Linked DNA regions of Mus musculus: region 2 is linked to region 1. The links are chromatin contacts, called in public HiChIP or PLAC-seq maps. All regions are on one chromosome and are shown on one strand. Each heading gives the region's core, a stretch centred on a gene start, on an enhancer-like site or on the middle of the called end of the contact. The rest is flanking DNA. Distances are from core to core; before and after follow the strand shown.

Region 1 (7,141 bases), core at 2,661-5,160:
GAGGAAATCCAAAGCATCATCAGATCCTACTACAAAAGCCTATACTTAACAAAACGGGAAGCCTGGATGAAATGGACAATTTTCTAGACAGATACCAAGTACGAAAGTTAAATCAGGATGATATTAACAGTTAAAACAGTCCAATATCCCCTAAAGAAATAGAAATAGTCATTAATAGTCTCCCAACCAAAAAAAAGCCCAGAACCAAATGGGTTTAGTGCAGAGTGCTATCAGACCTTCAAAGAAGACCTAATACCAATACTTCTCAAACTACTCCAGAAAATAGAGACAGAAGGTACTCTACCCAATTCATTCTATGAAGCCACAATTACTCTGATACCTAAACCACATAAAGATCCAACAAAGAAAGAGAACTTCAGACCAATTTCCCTTATGAATATTGATGCAAAAATACTCAATAAAATGCTCACAAACTTAATCCAAGAACACATCAAGAAAATTATCCATCATGGTCAAGTAGGCTTCATCCCAGGGATGCGGGGACGGTTCAACACGTAAATCCATCAACATAATGCACTACATTATCAAAGTCAAAGAAAAAAAACGCATTTTTATTTCATTAGATACTGAGAAAGTATTTGAAAAGATCCAAAGTCTTGGAAAGATCAGAAATTCAAGGACCATACCTAAACATAGTAAAAACAATATTCAGCAAACCAGTAGCCAACTTCAAACTAAATGGAGAGAAACTTGAAGCAATCCCACTAAAATCAGAGACAAGACAAGGCTGCCCACTCTCTCCCTCCCTATTCAATATAGTACTTGAAGACCTAGCCAGAGCAATTAGACAACAAAAGGAGATTAAAGGGGTACAAATTGGAAAGGAAGAAATAAAAATATTACTATTTGCAGATGATAGGATAGTATACATAAGTGAGCCAAAAATTACACCAGAGATCTCCTAAATCTGATAAAGAACTTCAGTGAAGTAGCTGGACATAAAGTTAACTCAAACAAATCAGTGGCCTTTCTCTTCACAAAGGGTAAACAGGTTGAGAAAAAAATTAGGGAAACAACACCCTTCACAATAGTCACATATAATATAAAAGACCTTGGTGTGACTCTAACTAAGGAAGTGAAAGATTTATATGATAAGAACCTCAAGTCTCTGAGGAAAGAATTCAAAAGAGATCTCAGAAGATGGAAAGATCTCCCATGCTCATAGATTGGCAGGATTAATATAGTAAAAATGGCCATCTTGTCAAAAGCAATCTACAGATTCAATGCAATCCCCATCAAAATTCCAAATCAAATCTTCACAAAGTTAGAAATGACAATTTGCAAATTCACCTGGTATAACAAAAAACGTAGGATAGCAAAAACTATTCTCAACAATAAAAGAACTTCTTCAGGTAGAATCACCATCCCTGACCTTAAGCTGTGCTACAGAGCAATTGTGATAAAAACTGCATGGTACTGGTACAGTGACAGACAGGTATATCAATGGAATAGAATTGAAGACCCAGAAATAAAACCACACACATCCATGGACACTTAATATTTGATCAAGGAGCTAAAACCATCCTGTGGAAAAAAAAAGACAGCATTTTCAACAAATGCTGCTGGTATAACTGGCAGTTATCATGTAGAAGAATGTGAATTGATGCATTCTTATCTCCTTGTACTAAGCTCAAGTCTAAGTGGATCAAGGAACTCCACCTAAAACCAGAGACACTGAAACTTGTAGAGGATAAAGTGGTGATGAGCCTTGAACATATGGGCACAGGAGAAAAATTCCTTAACAGAATAGCAATGGCTTGTGCTATAAGATCAAGAATTGACAAATGGGAGCTCATAAAATTGCCAAGCTTTTGTAAGGCAAAGGACACTGTCATTAAAAAAAAAAAGGCAAACAACAGATATGGAAAAGAGGGCTAAATCAAAAAGAGGGCTAATATCCTATAGGTACAAAGAACTCAAGAAGCTGGACTCCAGAGAACCAAATCACCCTATTAAAACATGGGGTACAGAATTAAACAAAGAATTCTCAACTGAGGAATACCAGATGGGTGAGAAGCACTTGAAAAATGGTCAACATCCTTAGTCATCAGGTAAATTCAATTCAAAACAACCCTGAGATTCCACCTCTCACCAGTCAGAATGGCTTAAGTTCAAAAACTGAGGTGACAGCAGATGCTGGCAAGAATGTGGAGGAAGAGGAACATTCCTCCATTGCTGGTGGAATTGCAAGCTGTTACAACTACTGTGGAAATCAGTTTGGCGGTTCCTCAGAAAATTGGACATAGTATTACCTGATGACCCAGCTATACCACTCCTGGGAATATACCCCGCAGAAGCTCTAACATGTAATAAGGACACATACTCTACTAGCAGCCTTATTTATAATATTCAGAAGTTGGAAAGAACCCAGATGTCTCTCAATAGAGGAATGGATACAGAAGGAGTACTATGTACTTATTAAAATAATTAATTTATGAGATTCATAGGCAAATGGATGGATCTGGAGACTATCATCCTGAGTGAGGTAACTCAATCACAAAAGAACACACTTGATATGCACTCACTGATAAGTGGATATTAGCCCAGAAGCTCAGAATACCCAAAATACAATTCAAAAAACACATGAAACCCAAGAAGAAGGAAGACCAAAGTGTGGATACTTCGATCCTTCTTAGAAGGGGGAATAAAATACCCATGAAAGGAGTTACAGAGACAGAGTGTGGAGCAGAGACTGAAGGAATCTAGAGACCAATCCATCTGGGGATCCATCCCATATACAACCACCAAACCCAGACACTATTGTGGATGCCTACAGGTGCTTGCTGATAGGAGCTTGATATAGCTGTCTCCTGAGAGGCTCTGCCAGTGCCTGACAAATACAGAAATGGATGCTCACAATCATCCATTTGATGGAGCACAGGGTCCCCAATGAAGGAGCTAGAGAAAGTTCCCAAGGAGTTGAAGGGGTTTATAACCCCATAGAAGGAACAACAATATAAACTAACCAGTATGTCCAGAGCTCCCTGGGATGCAAACACCAACCAAAGAAAACACATGGTGGGACTCAGGGTTCTAACTGCATATGTAGCAGAGGATGGCCTAGTAGGTCATCAATGGGAGGAGAGGCCCTTGGTCCAGTGAAGGTTCTGTGCCTCAGTATAGGGGAATGTCAGGGCCAGGAAGCGGGAATGGGTGGGTTGGTGAGCATGGGGAGTGAGGGGTGAGGGAATGGGAGGTTTTCAGAAGGGAAACCAGGAAAGGGGATAACATTTGAAGTGTAAATAAAGACAATATCTTAAAAAATAAAATAAACTATACTTTCTGCTTAGAATTCTGATGATATAAACAACGCATCTCAGAGAACTTATTAATGACATCAGTCACAAAAACTAAACAGGTGTAGGTTTTGAGCAAGAGATAATTCAATACCCTGGGGTTAGCATACCGGGGAGTAGTTTTCTCTTGATGTGAATTAAGCTATGTTACCCCAGAAAATCTGTAAAGTACAAATCCCAAATACTTCAGAATGTTCTCTTACTTGAAAGAAGGGTGGTTACACATGGAATTAGTTCAGATAAGGCCGAACAGCAGTATGATAGGATTTTAATCAAAATTGACTAGAGTCCTTATGAGGAGAGAAAAAGAAACACTGACAGACTGATGGCCATATGATGCCAGAGGCAGAGATGGGAATCAAAAATCAACTAGGTGTAGCAGTCCAGCGGTCATGGAGCACTGGGTATGCCTGGAAGGAGAGCTGGGCATGGAATAGAAAGGGCAGACCCAAGGAAACATTCTTTGTTTTAGGCTGGGTTCAGTTGCTTTTTTTCAGTTGTATTGAGTTGCAAAGTAAGCTCAGTAGGTGGTCAGCTCAAGGCTCAGGCAGGAAGATGCAATGCAGTGAGGCCAGGTACCTGGCTTCAGCCATCTGAGACTTGTTTAGCCATCTCAAGGCTGGGGGAAGGGCACAACACAGCAAGTGCTTAGTCAACATTCTATTGCTCTAAAGATACACCACAACCACAGCAACTCTTTTAAAGGAAAGCATTTAATTGGAGCTGGCTTACAATTTCAGAGGTTTAGTCCATTATCATCATGGTGGGAAGCATGGCAGCTTGCAGGCAGCCAAGGTGCTGGAGAACTAACTTGAGTACATTAGGATTTGCAGGCAGCAAGAAGAAGACCCTGGGCCTGCCAGGCTTTGGCTTTTGAATCTTTAAACCCCACCACCAGTGACACTCTTCTCCAAGAAGGCTACACTTAATCCAACAAGGGTACACATCTTAATCCCTCTCAAGTAGTGATATTCCCCATTACCAAGCATTCAAATATATGAGCCTGAAAAAATGGGATCTAGAACAGCCAATAGAACTATATTCCCTAAAGTCTCCAGATACCTCTGGGTCATCTATGTCCTGTACAAAATCAATCAGTACCTAGGGCTGCTGTGGTGTGAGAGAGTAAAGAAATGGCTGTTGTCGGTATCAGGTAATGAAAGGCAAGGCCTGCTGGGGTTTAAAGTATGCACAGAATCAACTACGAAGCATGATTGTGCAAGGAGGAGCTAACATCTTCCAAGGGTGTTGCATAATGTGGAAAAAGGGTGTGGTGGTTTGATGAGAATGGAAGCATAGGCTCCTATGTTTGAATGCTTGGTCCTTACTTGGCCTACACCAGATCCAGTCTCTCTCTCTTTCTCTCTCTCACTCTCTCTCTGTCTGTCTTTGTCTCTTCTGTCTCTCTCTGTGTCTTTCTCTCCCTGTGTGTCTATCTGTCTGTCTTTGTCTTTCTCTCTCTCTCTCTCTCTCTCTGTCTTTGTCTCTTCTGTCCCTCTGTCTCTGTCTCTCTCTGTCTGTCTTTGTCTCTTCTGTCTCTCTCTGTGTCTTTGTCTCTCTCTGTGTCTCTCTGTCTGTCTCTGTCTCTCTCTTTCTGCTGCTGCCTGTGCCATGATGGTAAAGAACTAACCCTCTGAAACTGTAAGCAAGGTCCCAATTAAACGTATTCTTCTATAAGAGTTGCCTTGGTCATGGTTTCTTGTCATAGCAATAGAAGAGTAACTAAGACAGAGGGAGAAAATTCACCATTTGATAATAGAAATTTTTTTTTTTTTTTAAAGATTTATTTATTTATATGTAAGTACACTGTAGCTGTCTTCAGACATTCCAGAAGAGGGTGTCAGATCTCGTTACGGATGGTTGTGAGCCACCATGTGGTTGCTGGGATTTGAACTCCGGACCTTCGGAAGAGCAGTCTGGAAGAGCAGTCGGGTGCTCTTACCCACTGAGCCATCTCACCAGCCCGATAATAGAAATTTTTAAGCCAATGTATAGGTTAATCACTTACACATTAAGCCACTTACTCATTAATCAATAGGGATTGGAATGAAAAAGTAGTGGATCATAAATGGCCCATGAGCTCCCAAACAAAACAAAACAATAAAACAGCAATAATAGAAACAACAACAACAAAAAAACCCCAAATAACTTGCCCAGAGTCACTAATAATCCAAGAACTATGAATCTATATCTTTTCAAGATAAGATTGCACATTTACATATCTAAAAATCAGGGACTAGCTGACCTCCTGAAACTCATGATATCACATAGGTGCTACCTGAACACCTGTTGCCAAGGAAACAGCCACCATATTCCCAGAATCCACCTGGCTCATCTCCCACCTTTACCTGTGACTATGTCAGCATCCATATATAAAGAAACTCTCTCTCTCTCTCTCTCTCTCTCTCTCTCTCTCTCTCTCTCTCTCTCTCTCTCTCTCCCCCTTCTCTTTCCACCACCACTTTGCCCCTCTCTCTCGCAATAAACCTCACGTGGAACTGTTTGGCCTGGTGTAGTCCTTCTGAACATGTGCAACGATTAAGATGATAACATTGGTGCCAAAGATTTCGGTAATCGCTATGCAGGGGAGCTGCGGGGCCCAGCAGCCGTCACTACCTGACATGAAGGTGAACCAGGTGAATCTGCCACTGCCGCAGGAGAACCAATGCCACGAGATGGCCGCCACCACCTGCAGTCACTGCTACACCATGTGGACTCCATCAGCTGGCACCTACCGTCATCCACCACGTGGATTTCCACTGCTACTGCAGACCATCGCCATTGACACTGTTGCCACCTTGTGAGACTCACAGACTTCTACCACGTGAGTTGTGCCACTGAGGCCTACCATGTGCTTCTGGGCACACCAACCAACCACACGGTTCCATGCTTCCTGCTACCTGACTGAAGAAGCCTGCAAACACACAGGCATATTAATTGGAAAGGAGTTTCTCCAGTTGGTGGAAGTGACCCTATATGTCCAGATAGAGCCTGGTCAGCCTCTTTTGGGTTAAGGTGTTGGCTTTCAATGCCCCAGTTCTTATGACTGGCCTCCTGGCTGACCTACAAGTTAGGACATAGGCCTTTGGGTGACTCCCTTCTTGAAAGCAGTTCATAAATCCCTTGAGCTCTTGCAGCCAGCCAAAAATTCCTCGTACCAGGTTGAATTGCTTTCTGGCAATTTCTGGGAAAATTGCAGCTGTAGCCTCTAGTTATTCATGTGACAACCTGAATTTCTAGTTTGGCCTTATGCTACTAACCCGCTGATGAGCTCTTCTTAGGATGCCGGCACTAAAAGTTCAGTGACAACTTCCCTGCCCTACCCCTGTCACCCAATTGTCTTCGAACGTACCTCTAGGCACCCCACTGGGATGTCTCCTGGAAAATCTCAAATCTCTGAAATTAATGCCCAATTTGAGGCCCTCAAAACTGATACACCTCTGTAATAAAGTCTGGATTCAATACCTTCTAGATAATAATTCCCCAAATGGCCAGCCTAGACCTGATCATTTTGAGAGATCTCCATACATACTGCCAGCAGTTGTGTAAATAGAAAGAGGTTTCATATATTCAAGCATTCATCTATCTTCACTCTCAACCCTCTCTGTTCTTCCTGTTTGCCAACCCAACTTCTCTTAGCCATGAAACCTACACACCCTCCACTAGATGATGCTACAACACTTGATCCTGCCAATGAGCCACCTTCCCTCTGCTGCAGACCCCTGCCTCCACGTGGCCAAAACCCCAAACTGCCACCTCAGTTTCTCCTTCTCAGGCCCCAGAGCCTACTAGCTTGACCTCTCCAGACCCCTCCCCCTCCTTCT
Region 2 (7,692 bases), core at 1,002-3,501, 1.7 Mb after region 1:
ACATTTGAGTTAGAAACTAAAATGAACTCCTTTAGAACACTGTGTCTCCTGCTGGCACTTTCACATGACACAGTGTGTTTTCTGTTCTGTATAAAATACAGTGTGTTCAAGGGCAGTATTTTTCCAGACCATCCTAGAAATTCTTTTTGCAAGAAACATGGAGATTCATTCTCATCCTGTTCCTGGTGCTTATATTAGACCCTCTACACATGGTGCCCATCTTTTGTAGTTCACAAAATAACAGAGAGGAAAGAAAAGAAAATGGGATAAGAAGTCAAGACGTGTGAACCCAAATTCTGCCTGGTTCTTGAACAACCCTGCTGTTTTCTAGTTAAAGGCAAATTTACTTGTTTTAAGGAGTTGACAGTAGAAGAAGGGAAGCCTTCAGTTTTATATAAAACGTTATTGTAATGCTTCTGTGAAATGTGTTGTCCTATCTCTAAGAGAATTGACTTTGTTAGTTATAAAATTCAATAGCATTAAAACAGATCAGATTTTCACTAATCTTTAATTCTACAGTAACAAGATAGGGGTAAAATCAAAATAGAGGTAAAATCAAAATAGAGGTAAAATCAATTTTGAACTGCAAAGTTAGATGGCATTTAAGATAGCTACAATAACAATTTCACACAGACATAAGCAAGCAAACAGCATAAAAAAAGCTAGTAAAATTTCAAAATATAGGCATGTTTATTCTAAACATTTTATTTACATGTGCAGAGTACATATTGCTACATCATATAAATGACACACAGGTAGCGAACCATTTACTCTTATTTAATTCAGATTCACTAGTTCTTTTTTTTTCCATTTTTTATTAGGTATTTAGCTCATTTACATTTCCAATGCTATACCAAAAGTCAGATTCACTAGTTCTATATTCTCTGAAAATAAACATTGTACTGAACACAATGGTAATAGAAAACTAAAAACTGAGTTCCTGAACTCAAGTTGTTCCCAGCCTGGTAGGGGAAACTAATAAGAAAACAATCTTGTACAATACAAAATATACAATAGATAATAAAGGTCACGTCTTAATAAAAGTGTTGGCAGATACAAGCTTTACATCAAAGCAAAGTAAACAGAGGCCAGTATTTTCATCAAACTCTTTAACATGTGTGTCAATAATATCTACAATGTATTGGAAGTGTCCAGACAAATCTCTTCATTGTGTGTCAAATCTATGTTAAATATATGATCCCACATACAGAAGATGTCAAATATGCAATTCCCATTAGAACTAATTGAATCGTACTATCAGTGATTTAAAAAATATGAAAGAACAATCCACAGAATGATTTATTTGTGAGCCAGTTCACTCTTCAAAAATTCCTATTAAGTTAATGTGTTTTGAATAGAATGCACATTCTACATTTTACTTGCTAGTACTTTTTGCTAGTACATTTTAAAAGTTTTACAAACATTTGGGAATATGATCTCTGGCTTTGATATGTAAGAGAGTGTATCTGTTTCTGTATTATCAATCTTTGCAGGCCTAGTCATTAGGGATGTCTGTCTGTCAGTTTCTAATAAATATCATGATAGGGATGTCTGTCTGTCAGTTGGTCTCCGGTAAGTATCATCAGTCTCATCTTGTTATACAGTACCATGCAGGTAATGTTTCATTTGTATTGTTTGCATTTATCTTCTTTAAAATATTATATTGTATTATTTTTGAGTAATACTTAAGATTTTTCTATTATAGAACAAAATGATCACATTCCTTTAAAAGAAAATTCTTTAACTAGGCTCTTTAGTGAAGACATTTTTCTTATTAAAAATTCCCAGTCACAAGCAAATGAATCATTGTGGACAGCTTAAGCTCTTGATTATCAAAGCCAAAATCCAAACAAACTGTAACCACAACAGAAATCCTCATCAGTCTCCTCACCTGTCCATGACTTGTATGTCAAATACAACATATTCATAAACTTATAGTACCCTAGTATTGTCAATAGTATTTATAGGACACTTATTTTCTATTGATTATCTTGTTTGCCTTTTAAAATGGGACTTGAATAAGACTTGAAGAATTATGTGAGTGAAGAAAAATAACTGTCTTAACTTCTTGTAGAGGACAAGAAAATTAAGACTAAGGAAAAGACTGAAGAAAAGGCTAAGAAGGAAATGAAAGTTGGAAAACAGGAGAAAGTGAAACCAACAGCTGCAAAAGCCAAAGAAACTCCGAAAACACCACCAAAGGCCAGAAAGAAGGATGACAAAGAGATGCCAGCTGTGCATGAGCAGAAAGGTAAACATTCCAGGAGGAGGAGACAGCAGGAGGTCCAAAGAGAATAATGGGCAAGAAGCAGATGCAGTCAACTGAAAAGACTAAAATTAAACCTCAGATGGGGTAAAAAGAGATCCAAGCCAACAAGCCTGAAAGGAAGTACTACCATTGGGTATTAACATACTAAAATAATAAAATGTATTCAAATAGCTAGATGCATTTTCAAGTGTTTTAAAGAGTGTTGAGTGATCACTTGGAGTTATTTAAGTTTGGGGCTGAACGCTGAAATCTTGAGGATTTGGCAGAACAGTTAAATAGTTGTATGGGTTAGACTCTGGAAAAGATAGTTTTAAAAATTGACAACAACAGCATCTCTTCAGGAGTTGCTCCAGGAGTCAATGCACAAATCATACAGGAAAAAATAAAATAAAAATATTACTTCCTCGATACTGCTGCAATGATACCATTCAGAATATGCACATTAAACTATAAATTCATTTCATTGTGGTAGAAAACCTCTTATATGATAAAGAATTGTTGGGCAATTTTTTAGTCTTCTTAAAAAAATTAACTTTAGGATAGTTTGCATAAGACAGATGTTCTTTTCACCAACTATGGTGTATTAACTCACTTCTCAGATATAGACCATTTACAGAGAGGAAATTTTTTACAGAAAGGTGCTGTGTGAATTTAAAATGGTCACAAAGGGCCTCTTTGTCCCACCACTAGGGTACCTTTTTGGGTTTTCTATCCCCAAATCAATGGTTACTACAAATCCAGATCTTCACATATAGAACACAAGGTCTGCTCTGTGTGATCTGTTCCTGAGAAAGTTGTACCTTTTCTTATGAATGTTACAAAATAACAATTTCCTTGACTCTAAAAGCAATTGAATAATTTTTTTCAAAACTAAAATGGACAAAAACAAAACAAAACAAAACAAACAAAAAAACCCAAAATGGACAAATTGGTGTCTATACAACTTTATTGTGACTTTAAAACTTTTTACTAAGAAGACTATTTTAATAGTAAAACTGGAAACATTTTTTCTCTTACAAACTACATAATATTAATTACACATTCTTTGTATTTTTATCTTATTTTTCAACATCACAATGCTTATAAGTTTTGATATGTACATAATGCATGTAAACTTTAATTTATGAAACAAAAGGTGCATGTATAGAAACAAGAAAAGGTGCATGTATAGAAACAAGAAAATAAGGGAGTACTTTTTTTCTTTTCTTTTTTTTTTTTTTTGTGTGGGTGATAAACTTTATGTAAATTTCATTCATTTCAATCTAATTTTACAGATACTTCTCCAGATTAAAACATTTGGAAATTTGAACATATTGTTTTCAAGATGATTACAGGATCTTGAACATTGAAAATATAAAGTATTATCTCTTAAAATAATTTTACATATGAATGTGTATGCTATAAAAGGATATAATAATGAGAAATAACTTAAATGACCATTTCACTGTGATACAAATCAGGAAAATTCACTATGTGGATAGTTGGATTCTAAAATACTATGAAATTCAGATCACCCTTTAAGGAAGAAAATTGTAACATGAAACTAATGAACACATCAATTAATGAGGAAATCTGAAGGGCATCTTTAGTTAGTTCAGAGAATCATTCAGCATGATTTGAATGTAACCAGGATGCAACCTCCATTTTATGCTTGTGCTTAGAAAGCAATATTTCATCTGTGTGTAGGGAGGTATACAAACCTTTTATATTATAAGTAGTTTCTTCCTTATAAACTTCAGACAGAGGTGACATATAAGAATAGAAAGAAAGAAAGAAAGAAAGAAAGAAAGAAAGAAAGAAAGAAAGAAAAAAGGGAAGAAAGAAAGAAAGAAAGAAAGAAAGAAAGAAAGAAAGAAAGAAAGAAAGAAAGAAAGAAAGGGGGAAAAAAAGGCTATTCCAGGAATTTAAAATACAAATAGTGATTTTTGTGGGGAGAAAAAAAAAAAGAAAAAAAAAAAAGAAAAGGGGGGCGTTGTAGAGAGTAATACTCTGTGTGGTATTGCTACCCTCTAGGTGTCTTGATCAATGCCAGTTGAAGAATGAAAATTTAAGAAAAATCTGGAGTGCAAGGTGGAAGCGGGGTGGGGTAGGGAAGTCTTAGAATGATCAGGTGATGTTTTTGTTTAAGGTGAGGAAGCAAGCACCCTGCAGAGCACTCTCAAAGAGAGATGTTCTACAGAGGGTGAAGGGAACTCTGGAAGCCCGTTTCATCACTCTAGCACTGAGGGGTTTTAAGAGTCCTTCAGAGGTTTTTATCACCTAATTTAGGATTGGTCAATTTGACCAAAGACAGATAGGCTCACAACTTTTGAGCAAAGCCTAGTCAGGCTGTGAACCTGGAACACTGGTCTACCAGTAGGGGGCCCTATTGGAGGAAGAAAAAGGATGCCAAGCTAATTTTAAACTGTGTGGAGGAAGCCATATTGATTATCTGAGGTTCCTGTTCCTATTCATGACACTGTGTAGTATCTAATTCCTAGCCATCACTCTAACTATACAAAGTAGGGGATTGTTAAACACACATACTATGAATACACCCATGGCGTTACAATTTTGTGAGTAATGGGTCCTATACATGCATTCTGGCATATTTCTTATCTTTTTGTGAAATATTCTTGAGCTATAGGAAGGAATAACCATATGTTAGATGAGGTCCAAAATCCATATTGTCCACTTAAAGAAAAAATATTCTTTGCCTGGTTTATAGCAAAATCTCGTGTCTAGGAAGGAAAAAATAGTACCTATTTTAATGTTACTTTTGTCTAACACCATAGAAATCTCAGAGCCTGGGATAAGGCAGAAACCATCCTTGGAAGTGCTTCAACAAACAAGTAGATTTGTAGGCTGTTCTAAAAATGGACTACCTCATTTCAGCAACCAGAATATATATAAACTTTAGAAACATTATAAGTTTTGACTCACCTTTATTTAAGTATTAATGAAAAGGATTCTATTTTTTAGATTTATTATAGTAAGTACATTTATTATTTTAAAGACAAACAAAGACCCAGCAGAGCTTCATAAATAAATATTCTTGGGTATTTATTTCTATAAAATAAATACAGTTCTTTTCTGTTTGATAAAAATAAAATGTGTCATACTATATAAATGCAATAAAATTTCTTTGTGCTAAAGCTTTGTATGCATTTGGTGAGTTAATAAAAATGCCTAATAAAAAGTTTTGATATGTAGATCATTATGTACAAGGATCATAATAATGTAAGTTTTAAAGATGTTGTGATAAAGTTTATGAAATCTTTTACAGTGGATATTAGAATTAGATTGACCATGAAAGAATTCAGAGTTTGCAATAATATGTATTTCTATGGGTTGTAAGTAATTAAAAAGTGAAAAAAAAAATCCAACTCCTGAAACCATTTTGTACTGTGCCTGCATCAAACATCTGGTTACTTTGTTGGCTTATTTTTCTAGAATACAGACTAGCCAATGGCAAGAATGATTAGTTTATTAGTTAGTTAATTATTTATATCATTTGGTGCTGTTGATCAGTTCTCCAGATCACATTTCTGATAAGGAGAACTTCTATGAACAGGACCCTAACAGATACAATGCACTTGCCCTCTGTGCCTTATTCCAGAACTATCAGTAGTCTTACTTGGATAGCCAACAGAGGTCCTGGGTTCAGCAGCTGGAAGCATTTCTAGTTGGAGAGAGTTTTCATGTTTCCTTCTCAAATATTTCACAAGGATACATGAGAACAATTGCTTTAAAGCAAGGAAAGGATTTTGAATTATCAAATATTTCCTACTCTAATATAACCATGAATAATTCTGATTCCATATTTAAGAGGTTTTATAGGTAATGAGTGGAACATTTTGCATGTTATATATTTTCATTTGCATGCTCACAAAATCACAATTTATTCCTTCACAGAGATAAGTAGTAGTCAAAATAGATGTGTGCCATTTTGTTTGTTCTGTTACATTGTGTCTTCTTGTAGAAAAGACAGATGGTGATGACATACTTTCATTGCTTCTTCTTTCTCTCTATTCTGTCAGATCAGTATGCATTCTGTCGATATATGATTGACATGTTTGTCCATGGGGATTTAAAACCAGGTATTCCAAACAATTCTTATTGTTGTCTGTCTTAATAGCCTCTGTTTCTAAAACTGTCAGCTTTGTCTGTACTAAGCTGTATTTTCCTTTAAAAACTTGCATACTGCATGTGCATACCTAGAATAAAGACAATAAAATACAGAAATGATAACTGGTGCTGGGCCCTTTAATTTTACCTGCGTTTGCTGCATGGCCTGTTGAAAATGAAGTCGACTGAAAGCCTAAAGATGCTAATATCTTCATATATAAAAATGCAAATATTTGTAATAATATCTTGGAGTGAAGCAATGAGTCACTTTATATGATTCCTGGCAAATTTAGGAGAAAAGACTTATAATAAAGAAAAATATTCTTGTTTTTCAGATAGTGGATAAAATTCACAATAACATACAGCACTTCTCAAATACTGAGTCTTATCTTTCTAAAATATTTAGATTTTCTTATTTATGGTCTTTTGTGATTCCAGAAAAACACTGACGGAGTTACTTAACTTTGGCTTCTACCTCTGCAATGAAGAAAGGTTTTTAATCACACCAATATACCTCTACTCCTTCATATCTTTAATTTTTCTACAAAGTATGATAAGGATAGCCTAAATAAGATGAATAAATTTATTCCTTGTACTATGACTCATATAATATTTAAAAATCTCATAGACTACTCTGAATGAAAGTTGACTGTTAAAACCAACTATACTTTGTTACCTTAGCTGGTTTGTGAAAGTCTTTCTAAAATGCTAATTATAACTTGCACATACATTTACAATCAAGCATATCATAGCTGAAGCAAGTGTGTAATAATCTAGTTCTTAAAATTTTAAAAGATTTTTAGAATCTTATCACTCTAGAACATTAAGTTAATTCTAGTAACTGATTTAGGTTTTTTTCTTTTCTTTTCTTGGATATTTTCTTTATGTACATTTCAAATGTATCCCCTTTTCCAGTTTCTCCTCCAGAAACCCCCTAATCTATCTCCCCTCATCCTGATTCTATGAGGGTGTTCAGAAGCCCCCCCACTACTCACTTCCCCCTCTCACTTTCCCCTACACTAGAGCATCAGGTCTTCACAGGACCAAGGGCCTCTCCTCCCATTGATGCCCCACAAGGCCATCCTCTGCAACATATGTGGCTGGAGCCATGGGTCCCTCCATGAATACTCTTTTGTTTGTGGTTTAGTCCCTGGAAGCTCTAGGGGTTCTGGTTGGTTGATATTGTTGGACCTCCCAAGGGTTGCAAACCCCTACAGCTCCTTTAGTTGTTTCTCTAACTCCTCCATTGGGGACCTGGTGCTCAGTCCAATGACTGGCTGTGAGTATCTGTCTCTGTGTTTCTCAGGCTATGGCAC

Evidence for each region. HiChIP or PLAC-seq counts read pairs in DNA pulled down with a chosen protein or histone mark.
Region 2: an H3K27ac HiChIP or PLAC-seq map of epiblast stem cells shows a contact between it and region 1, with 13 times the contacts expected there. The contact joins two enhancer-like sites. A contact is called at or near these places in 3 of 39 promoter capture datasets (the 3T3-L1 cell line, embryonic stem cells and hippocampal neurons) and 1 of 115 datasets of contacts at active chromatin or transcription factors (epiblast stem cells).

Annotation. Positions count from the first base shown.
Region 1 is chr10:31,453,136-31,460,276 of GRCm38.p6, forward strand. It overlaps Gm51764 (a long non-coding RNA gene), which reads left to right. Exons shown (of 3, transcript XR_003948861.1): 2 at 5,834-6,141. Among named protein-coding and RNA genes, the nearest start is that of Gm51764, 7.9 kb to the left of the region's middle. Within about 2 kb of position 3,911, at least 12 of the 459 cell types and tissues checked have an H3K27ac peak or open chromatin away from gene starts, as enhancers often do. A contact at or near this core is called in epiblast stem cells, where this site is marked.
Region 2 is chr10:33,193,875-33,201,566 of GRCm38.p6, forward strand. Trdn (triadin) reads left to right here. Exons shown (of 38, transcript NM_029726.2): 8 at 2,075-2,251; 9 at 6,289-6,348. Among named protein-coding and RNA genes, the nearest start is that of D830005E20Rik, 59 kb to the right of the region's middle. Within about 2 kb of position 2,252, at least 13 of the 459 cell types and tissues checked have an H3K27ac peak or open chromatin away from gene starts, as enhancers often do. A contact at or near this core is called in epiblast stem cells, where this site is marked.